Regions from separate parts of the Mus musculus genome. Here region 2 is linked to region 1. The links are chromatin contacts, called in public promoter capture Hi-C maps. All regions are on one chromosome and are shown on one strand. The core of a region is the stretch at or near the end of the contact, and the rest is flanking DNA. Distances in the headings are between cores, read along the strand shown.

Evidence for each region. Promoter capture Hi-C pulls out the DNA fragments that hold promoters and counts their contacts.
Region 2: a contact with region 1 is called in a promoter capture Hi-C map of liver, with 8 times the contacts expected there. The contact joins two enhancer-like sites. A contact is called at or near these places in 4 of 39 promoter capture datasets (hematopoietic stem and progenitor cells, hippocampal neurons and liver) and 9 of 115 datasets of contacts at active chromatin or transcription factors (the NIH/3T3 cell line, cardiomyocytes, embryonic forebrain and 3 more).

The regions. Positions count from the first base shown.
Region 1 is chr10:91,175,170-91,179,312 of GRCm38.p6, forward strand. It overlaps a transcript of Tmpo not described here. Among named protein-coding and RNA genes, the nearest start is that of n-TWcca2, 4.2 kb to the right of the region's middle. Within about 2 kb of position 2,287, at least 21 of the 459 cell types and tissues checked have an H3K27ac peak or open chromatin away from gene starts, as enhancers often do. A contact at or near this core is called in liver, where this site is marked.
Region 2 is chr10:93,211,744-93,216,429 of GRCm38.p6, forward strand. It overlaps Cdk17 (cyclin-dependent kinase 17), which reads left to right. Exons shown (of 17, transcript NM_146239.2): 3 at 168-332; 4 at 4,600-4,686. Among named protein-coding and RNA genes, the nearest start is that of Mir1931, 51 kb to the left of the region's middle. Within about 2 kb of position 2,693, at least 38 of the 459 cell types and tissues checked have an H3K27ac peak or open chromatin away from gene starts, as enhancers often do. A contact at or near this core is called in liver, where this site is marked.

The DNA of each region.
Region 1 (4,143 bases), core at 1,037-3,536:
GAGCTCCTGGTTTTAAGTTTCCTTCCGAGCTTCCGATTTGTTCTGTGCAGTCAGTACGGATGATCTCAGTAGCCCGGGCGACTGCATTTTACCACCAGCTTGCCCCTGTATTTGGCCTCATTGCTTCAGTGGTTAGACTCTCAAGCTTCATCAATAAGTGCTGCCCTTCCCAGTCTCTCTATTACAGGATCCCAATTGTTAACCACTAAGCCTTTGGCTCACCTAAGATAGTCTCTTTCCTTATTAAAACTTCAACACATTTGGGTATGGTCACCTGTAATTCCAGCACTAAGGAGCCTGAGGGCAGGAGGATAGCAACTTTTATGCCAGTTAGAGCTACATAGTAGGACCTTGATTTAACAACAAAAGACTTAATGTCTTATTGCCTAAAATAGTTTTTTAAAAATCATTATTTTTATGTTGAAATTTAAGAAAAATCTTAAAATACAAGTGATGCCAAAAGCCTTGAGAATCGGCAGAAAAATATTTTAGTTAATGGGAAGGTTTAAAGAGGAAAGATCTGGTGCAATTATTTTGTCAGAAATCTTTTCTTGCTTATTTTCTGTTGACATTGGTTTAATTGAGGTTCTGTGCCTACATACCATTTAACCGTATTCCCATTCCCACAAAAAATTTTTTTTCAATTATTTGACTAACTACCTCTTTTCTCATACCATTAACTTGCACCTGACTTTTTAAAAACTGTTTTACATAGGATTGGTTGCAGATTTAAGGGTATTACATTACTCCTCTCTAAGGGCTTATTTCTGCCACCATGTTCTATCTCCCACAGACTTCAGAGTCTTCAGAGAGTCACCACAGACAGGCCCAAGCCTCAAAACTAGCTGTGATGGACTTCCCAGATTTAAACTGTAACAAAAACATTATGACATAGCCATATGAAGAAATGCTGCATAGCCATAAAAAAAAAAAAAGTTGACATTTACTTGAGAGTATGTGCTAGGCGGTGGGTGGCACACATTTTTGATCACAGGACTTGGGAAGCAGACGCAGATAGATCTCTGTGAGTTTGAGGCCAGCCTGGTCTACAGAGTGAGTTAGAGGACAGCCAAAGCTATACAAAGAGAAACCCTGTCTCAAAAACAAACAAACAAACAAACAAACAAAGAAACAAAAAACAACCAATCAAAACACACATACATACACAGAGAGAGAGAGAAAGAGAGGGAGAGGGAGAGAGAGGGAGAGGGACAGAGGGATAGAGGGAGAGAGGGAGTGAGGAGAGAGAGAGAGAATGTGTGTGGTGCTTCATGCCTTTAATCTCAGCAGTCAGGAAATAGAGGCTAGTGGATCTCTGAGTTTGAAGCCAGCCTGATCTACATATTGAGTTCCAGGACAGCCAGAGCTACACAGTGAAACCCTGTCTCAGGGAAGGGAATGGTGGCACATTTTTACATGCTTGTAATTTTCACACTTGGAAGGCTGTGAGTTCAAGGCCAGCCTAGGCTACATAGCCAGTATCAAGAGACTCAAGCAATCTGGAGGGATAGCTCAGTGGGTCTCCTTGCAGAACTAACAAGGGTGGAAGAAGAGATCTGACTCCACTGCTGTTCTCTGACCTCTCTGTGCCCTCCACAGCAGGCATATGCATACATAACAACAATAAATAAATAAATAAATAAATAAATAAATAAATAAAGGTTCAGCAATTAAGAACAACCTGCTGCTCTTTCAGAGGGCTGGAGTTCAGTTCCCAGCATCTGTATCTGGCAGCTTACAACTGCCTGCTACTCCAATTTCCAGGAACCTGGTATCCTCTTCTGATCTCTGTAGGTAAGTACTCACACACACAAATCCACAGACACACAGTTTTAAAAACTAAAAAAAAAAAAAAAATTATCTATATAGATATAATTTTGAAAAGTTGGTAGGCATTCTCCTATGAAATGAGCCAATTCAAGCCAAATTAAAGTATAAAGACGGGTTCACTGGGGGCAGCAAGTTCACCGACCACGCAAGAGGGTATCAGTGGAGTCAACATGCAGGAGAAGAGAAAGAGAGAAAGCACACAAGGTGGGGGGGCGGGGAGGGGGGGAGGCAGGCAGAGGGGAGGGAATGCAGTCCCTGGGCTGGGAAGTTCAGGGTAGAGGGTGGGTGGGTACATCAGCCAGCTGTGTCCTGTAACAGGTGGGGACTAAGGGATGCTGGGAGAACCTGGAGGCCAGGTCCGATTTGGTATGTTAAATATGCACCGTGGTTGCCTGTCCCTGTCTGAAACCCAACATTAGTCACTTGCTGTCACCTTGACCTTTTATCTGAGCAAATCCGTGTAGGACTTGAAAGGTTCATGTTGCCTCACACTTTCAGAGCTTTCTCTCTGAAGAGCTGGCTCCATCTCTGTTTGGCCAGTGACAAGGCAGAAACATTATCACAGAAAGGCATGGTGGAGGAAAACTCTCACCTCATGGCAGCCAAAAAGCAGAGAGACAGGAAACCAGCAGGGACAACATATACCCATCGGGGGCTGGAGAAAGCTCAGCGGCTAAGAGTTTTTGTAGAGCCTGGGCTCATCCCCTAGCACCCACACAGAAGCTTACAACCGTTCTTAACCGCAGTTCCAGGGCACCCTCTTCTGATTTCTGAGGACACCAGGAACAAGTGTCATTACAAGTCTACATGCAAGCAAAACATTCTAATACATAAAATAAATGTAAAGAACAACAAATCTCCTATACATCCATCTGCTAGGCCCTACGACCTACTAACCCATTCAGTCTGAAGTGAACTATGGGCTAACCCCACCGATGGAGTTAGTGCTTTCAATGGGATCAGCAGCTGTGGACCGAGCTTCCAACATACGGGCCTTGGGGACACGTCACATCAGGACCAAGTACTAGATTAGTACTGACCATAACCTTCGTAGTTCTTCCACTGAGGGAGAGGGAGCACCAAGATGGCAGGGCAGGCCCAGCTGTGGTGGCGCACGCCTCTAATCCCAGCACTCTGGAGGCAGAGGCAGGCAGATCTGTTAGTTCAAGCATGGTCTACAGAGTGAGTTCCAGGACAGCCAGGGCTACATGCCTAGAACCCTCAAGATGGAAGGGGAGAGCTGGGGAGAGGTCCACTGTCCTCTGACCTCCAATGGCACGAAATTGCTCACGCCCCTAACAAAATAAAGCAGTCCTGCTGGGCAGTGAGACACGGATGAGTTATTTTCTTCCTTTTCTATATTTTTCCAATATTTCTACTGTGTACATATATGGATTTAAATCATGAGCATTTTTCTTTTAAATTACTGTGAGAGGGCTGGTAGGGTACCTTAAGGGGTACAGGCACTGAGTGCCAAGCCTGATAGCCCAAGTTCAATCCCTGGGACTCCTGTGGTAAAAAGAGAGACCTGATTCCCACAGGCCCCTGTTCACTTTCTCCAGCACCTCCCACCCCCAAATAAACAGACATGTTAATTAAAAAGAAAACTAAATTTGTATGAGAACTGAGAGTGGTAAAGATATACCAGGAAGACCAGCAGGAGGCTGAGGCAGGCAGAGGAAAACCAACCAACCAACAAATAAAATCTAACCTCCTCCACCCACGCTGCCCCCCCCCCAAAAAAAACCCTGAAAAATTAAAGGCCCACTTAGCTAATCAGTATTCAAAGTATGTCTTCAATGTTGCACATTAAAAAAAAAAATGTTTAATCAACTCATCCAGAGAGTATCTGTTTAAAGTAATTGACTTAAAAATAATCTCAGAAGAAAGGTTATTAATTAGGTGAACATATAACCAGATTATACTGTATTAGAAGATAAATCCCTTTTTAGGATAAATAATAATAGACTTTTTTTTTTAATGAACAAGCACAATGCCAGAAAGCTAGTACATGAAAATTCAGGGGTCGGAGAGATGGCTCAGTGGTTAAGAGTGCTTGATGTTCTTCCAGAATCCATGTGAAGCATTGCACAGCCTGTTCCTTCAGATGGAGGCGTCTTGAAGCCCTCTATGTCACCAAAGGCACGCTCCCCACCATACACAAATAAATCTTACAAATAAATAAACAAACAAACAAATAAATAAATGTGACTTAAGACTCAAATATGGAAGTTTGAATTTAGTGTTTTTGAGTTTCTCTCCACGTCATCCCTATATAATAAATCAAAACTAGTTAAAATGCAGTGTTAGGCC
Region 2 (4,686 bases), core at 1,443-3,942, 2.0 Mb after region 1:
AATCCGTTCTAACTATTGCACTTTGAATGAAATCGCCAAAGAAGTGAGCTTACATGTAAATGATCTCTGTTACAGCCTTGTGTTTTGTTCTGTTTTCTTAACCCTTCTCTTGTGATCCTGACTCTTGGGACGGCTATGGAATGATTCTTGGATGCCGTGAACCACAGAGCCCATTGTGAAGAATGGCAGGCCGCCCACGTCTCACAGCGTGCATTCCTTCCTCCATCAGTACACAGGCTCCTTCAAGAAGCCCCCGTTGCGGAGACCCCACAGTGTTATTGGAGGAAGCCTTGGTTCCTTCATGGCAATGCCCAGGAATGGAAGCAGACTAGGTAATGTGCTTATTGCTCTGTTGTGTTTAACAGTCTGCTTCTAGGACATGTGCACTGAGTGTCATTGTATGAACAAAGCCAGCCTCTGTCATTGTCAGATTTCCTCTAGTCATGTAGAGACCAGGTGAGGACTGGAAGGGTAGCAGAAAGATGAGGGCTGCTAACACCGCAGAGAATGACGTTTGCTTGTCTGTTCATGCAGAGTGGGTGCTGCTTCAGTAGCTTTTCAGTTAATTACTGCATATTGGCAGTACAAGAAGTAGATTATCACCTGACTGCTTATTCTTTTGCCATTATGTGCTTTTGAAATATCCAGAAAAGATACCTGCAAGTTTTTATGTATTTTATGTCTTTTTTGGTAGTGGTATATTATGTTTTGATTTAGAAGTCATTTTAAATATAGATGTTTGATTGTCCCATTAGATAGACTATTTACTACAGTTCCTGAATATTGTATCCCTCTGTTTCCTTTATTTATTGCCACAGTAGGCTACTTCCTGGTTCTTTTCCCTAATTTTAAGACTGTGAGCCTCTCTACAGTGTGGCTTCATCTGTGAGAAATGTGCCGATATCCCTGCTGGCACAGCACAGAGAATGGTGCGCTGGAGTCGTCTTAAGCTGGTTCATGAGAGATGTGGGTTACAGTCGGTTATTAAACATAGCTACTGTTATAGTTTATATTGTACAGGTTTAGAGTTAAGCTAAAGTAAAAACCAAAGTTAATGAGTACTCCAGAGTCCTTACCTCCAGTTGGTTTCCTGTCCCGGTCATCTATTCTCTGAGGTAATGTTATTTGCATCATGTGTCAATAGTGATAACACTGTGTAATAATGTGCCATTGCATTTTTCTGGACAGTGTCACCTGTCCAGTAATACTGTGCCAATAATTTGAAGTCAGTCATGAGGGAGTATTTATGTTTAAGAAATCAGGTCTTGGCTTGTAATTTTGTTGGCTGTGTAGTCAAGAGTGAGTTATGTTTTAGGTTTTATGGACTGGAGTCTGTTGCATATTCTTTTTCTGTGTGTAGTAAGCCTTTTAAAATGCAAGAAACATTTTTAGTTCAGGAGCAACGTAAAAGCATCTGTTCTTGAGATTCTTGGTCTCGAGTTAAGAAAGGAACACTAAAGACGTTAGTAATGTTGATCAAATTTATCAGTGCATCATGCAAGTGGCAGAAGCTTGACTAAGCAAGCATCCTGATACACTTCACGTTTCATCGAAGCCCTTTGTCCCACTAAGGAGACAGTGAAGCTCTGACATGGGCCTTCACTTTCTCACCTCGCTGTATTCGGAAGGAGGCAGAAACAGCTGTGCTTGTTACCCTGGCTGCTCTCCTGGCTGAGTCCAGTGGAACTCAGTGTTTATTCCTATCTGGGACGATACCTTTGCTTGGCATCCTTGTAGGGCAGGACTGGTCGGTTCTGTTTGCTTACTGGTTGCTTGTTAGTTCTGGGGAACTAAACCCGCTGCCTCATTAAGGCTTGCTTCAGAAGTGCTGAGTCACTGAGCTTACAAGGCGTTCCCAGTTTGTCCAGGCAGGTCTTGAACTTGTGCACTGGCTCTCAGCAGGGTTGTGATACGTTAGAGAGCACAAACTTAGCTTTGTAGTAGACACTCAGCAAGTAGTGCTTGGAACTCCAGACAGCTTCTTGCTGGCCTCTGCTCCATCCTGCTGCCTTAGTTCCAGAGTTACAGGTGTGCCACCACGTCTGGCTTTCTACTGGTGGGTAGCAGATTTGTAAATATTTTAAAGACTGTTCTATGAGTTAGCTCTATTTTCTTGTTGACACATCTAATGAGAGAATAGTCATAAGAAGCAAAAGACCAGGTTTCTAGTCCAGCTGTGTGCCTAAGCTACATGGTCTAAAAGTAGGTTAATTTTTAAAGTCTCTATCTCCTGGAATCTGGAAAATAGGCAAAGTTACAGTAATTTCAAGAACTCTGTCAAGTCTGTAATTTTATTCAATTCTTGGCAATATCTTGAATTACTTTCCTTATAGAATTTTTCATACTTTGAAAATGTGGAGAGATGTCTTTTCCTGCCTCTCTCTCCCTAGTGCTTGTGCCACAGTGCTGATACCATAGTTTGCTCTGTATTGCTATGAGAAACACCATGATCAAAAGCAATTTGTTGAGAGGGTATTTTTTTCTTTTTCTTTTGTTCTTGTTTTTTGACTTAAACATTCCTGTCACAGTCCATCATTGAAGGGGAAACGAAGGGAGGAAAAACAAGGGAGGAACCTGGAGACAGCAACTGAAGCAGAGACCATGGCAGACGCTGCTTCCTTCCTTGCTACACATGGCTTGCTCAGCTTGCTTTCTCATACAGCTGAGGGCCGCCTGGAATGGTACCATCCACAGTCGGTTGGGTCCTCACATAGCAATTATTAACCAAAAAAGGTCAACACATGTTTTGCCTACAGAGCAGTCTGCTAGAGTCATTTTCTCAACTGACTTTCCCAGGTGACTCTAACTTGAGTCAAGTTGGCAAAAAACTAATCAGTACAGTTAACCCCTTGTCACCTTGACAGACACATCATTATTAAACCCTAACCTTTCCTTTAGTGTTTTCCCCAAGAAAGCATACTAATATAACTATTATGTAACTCTAAAACATAATATATCTTTAAAAGTTCCATAGTTTTAAAAACTATTCAAACACCTTTTAAAAATTCAGTCTTTAAAGTATCTTAAAACTCCAAAGTCTCTCAATTTGAGCTTCTGTAAAAAAATTTTTTTTTAAGTTAAACAGTTCTTGTCCCAAGAGGGAAAAGGCATGGCACAGTTCCAATAAGATCAGAGGAAATCCATCCTCTAACAGTGTAAATCAAAGCTCATAGCTAAATGTTCAGCCTCTGGGACTCATTCACTCTCAGTCCTTGGGCTCCCATGGTCGCCAGTGGCTCCACCTTTCCTTTGGTGCAGTCCACAGCATAAGCAGCTAATGTCACAGGCTCAGGTTGATACTGTTCCACACATGCCATCCTTAGTGGTTTTCCCGCAGTGCTGGACTGTCCAGTATTTCGGAGTCTCCACTGTAACTTGGCTGTACAGTCAGCAGGGCATCAGCTAGCTGCTCTTCAGGGACTCACATTGTGCCGAGCCTCAGCATCTCTGCAGGAGTCCTTCAATCCTGGGGTCTACACCACAGCTGAGGGGACACATCCACCAGTGGGCTCTCCTGGCCTCTTAGAGTGCCAAGCCTCAGCTACGCCTTCAATCCTGCAGCTTTCATGCTGCCCAAACCAGTAACACATGGGAGACGTTTACACATCACCGAGACTGGGTGCCAGCTTGAGACGAAGCTTTGGCTCCCTCTGGTCCACAGCTTATTGTGGTGACCCTGAGGAAATGCTTCCCAGAAGATCTCACCTCAGTGGAGCTGAGGTCTCTTCATAGTCACAGCTGCCTTTCACTCTCAGCTGACCAGAAGCCACAGACTGTCCATCAGAGTCTAAGAGAAGCCTGATAGAGTGTCTGCTTCCTTCCGGCCCTGCATGAGCCAGGCCTCCACCATCTGTGTTGCTCCCAGCATCTTACCTCCAGCATGTTTCCACTGAGCAGCCTGTTAAGCTGCCAGCACTAATGGCACTTCCAGCTCAAAAGTTTCAAGCATTGCTACAATCTTTTCCCAAAACAACACAGTCAGGTCTGTCACAACAGTAGCCCACAATGCTGGTGCTGATTTTTCTATTAGTTTGCTTTCTATTGCTGTAAGGAACAACATAATCAACTTGGGGAGAAACCCCTTGGCTTACACATCTTTGTCACAGTACGTCTTTGAGGGAAACTTGGGCAGGAACTCAAGCAGGGCAGGAACCTGGAGCCAGGAACTGAGGCAGAGACCATGGAGAGGAACCTTACTTACTGGCTTGCTCAGCCTGCTTTCTTATACAAATAAGGACCCATAATAGCTGGGTTCTTTCATGTCAATCATTAATGGAGAAAATTCCCACAAGCTTGCCTGTAGGCAGTCTGATGGTGTCGTTTTCTCAGTTGACTTTTCCTTCTTCTCAGATGACTCTAGCTTGTGTCAGGTTGACCCAAAACAACCAGCACAGCTGGCCTGAGATTTATCTTTCTGGTAAGGCATTTATGTTCTGATCTGGTAACTGCTTACATGCCTGTGGATCTCGAGCATAGACGACTTTCAACACTGTGATTTGTGTTTGTTGATATCTCTATTTTACTTGTAATGATAATGAAGTGTACTGTTTAGTAAGATCTGACCTTTAAAGGTAAACAGTGCCTCCTTTTCTGATATAGATATTGTTCATGAAAATCTGAAGATGGGATCAGATGGTGAGAGTGACCAAGCTTCTGGGACATCATCTGATGAAGTCCAGTCACCTA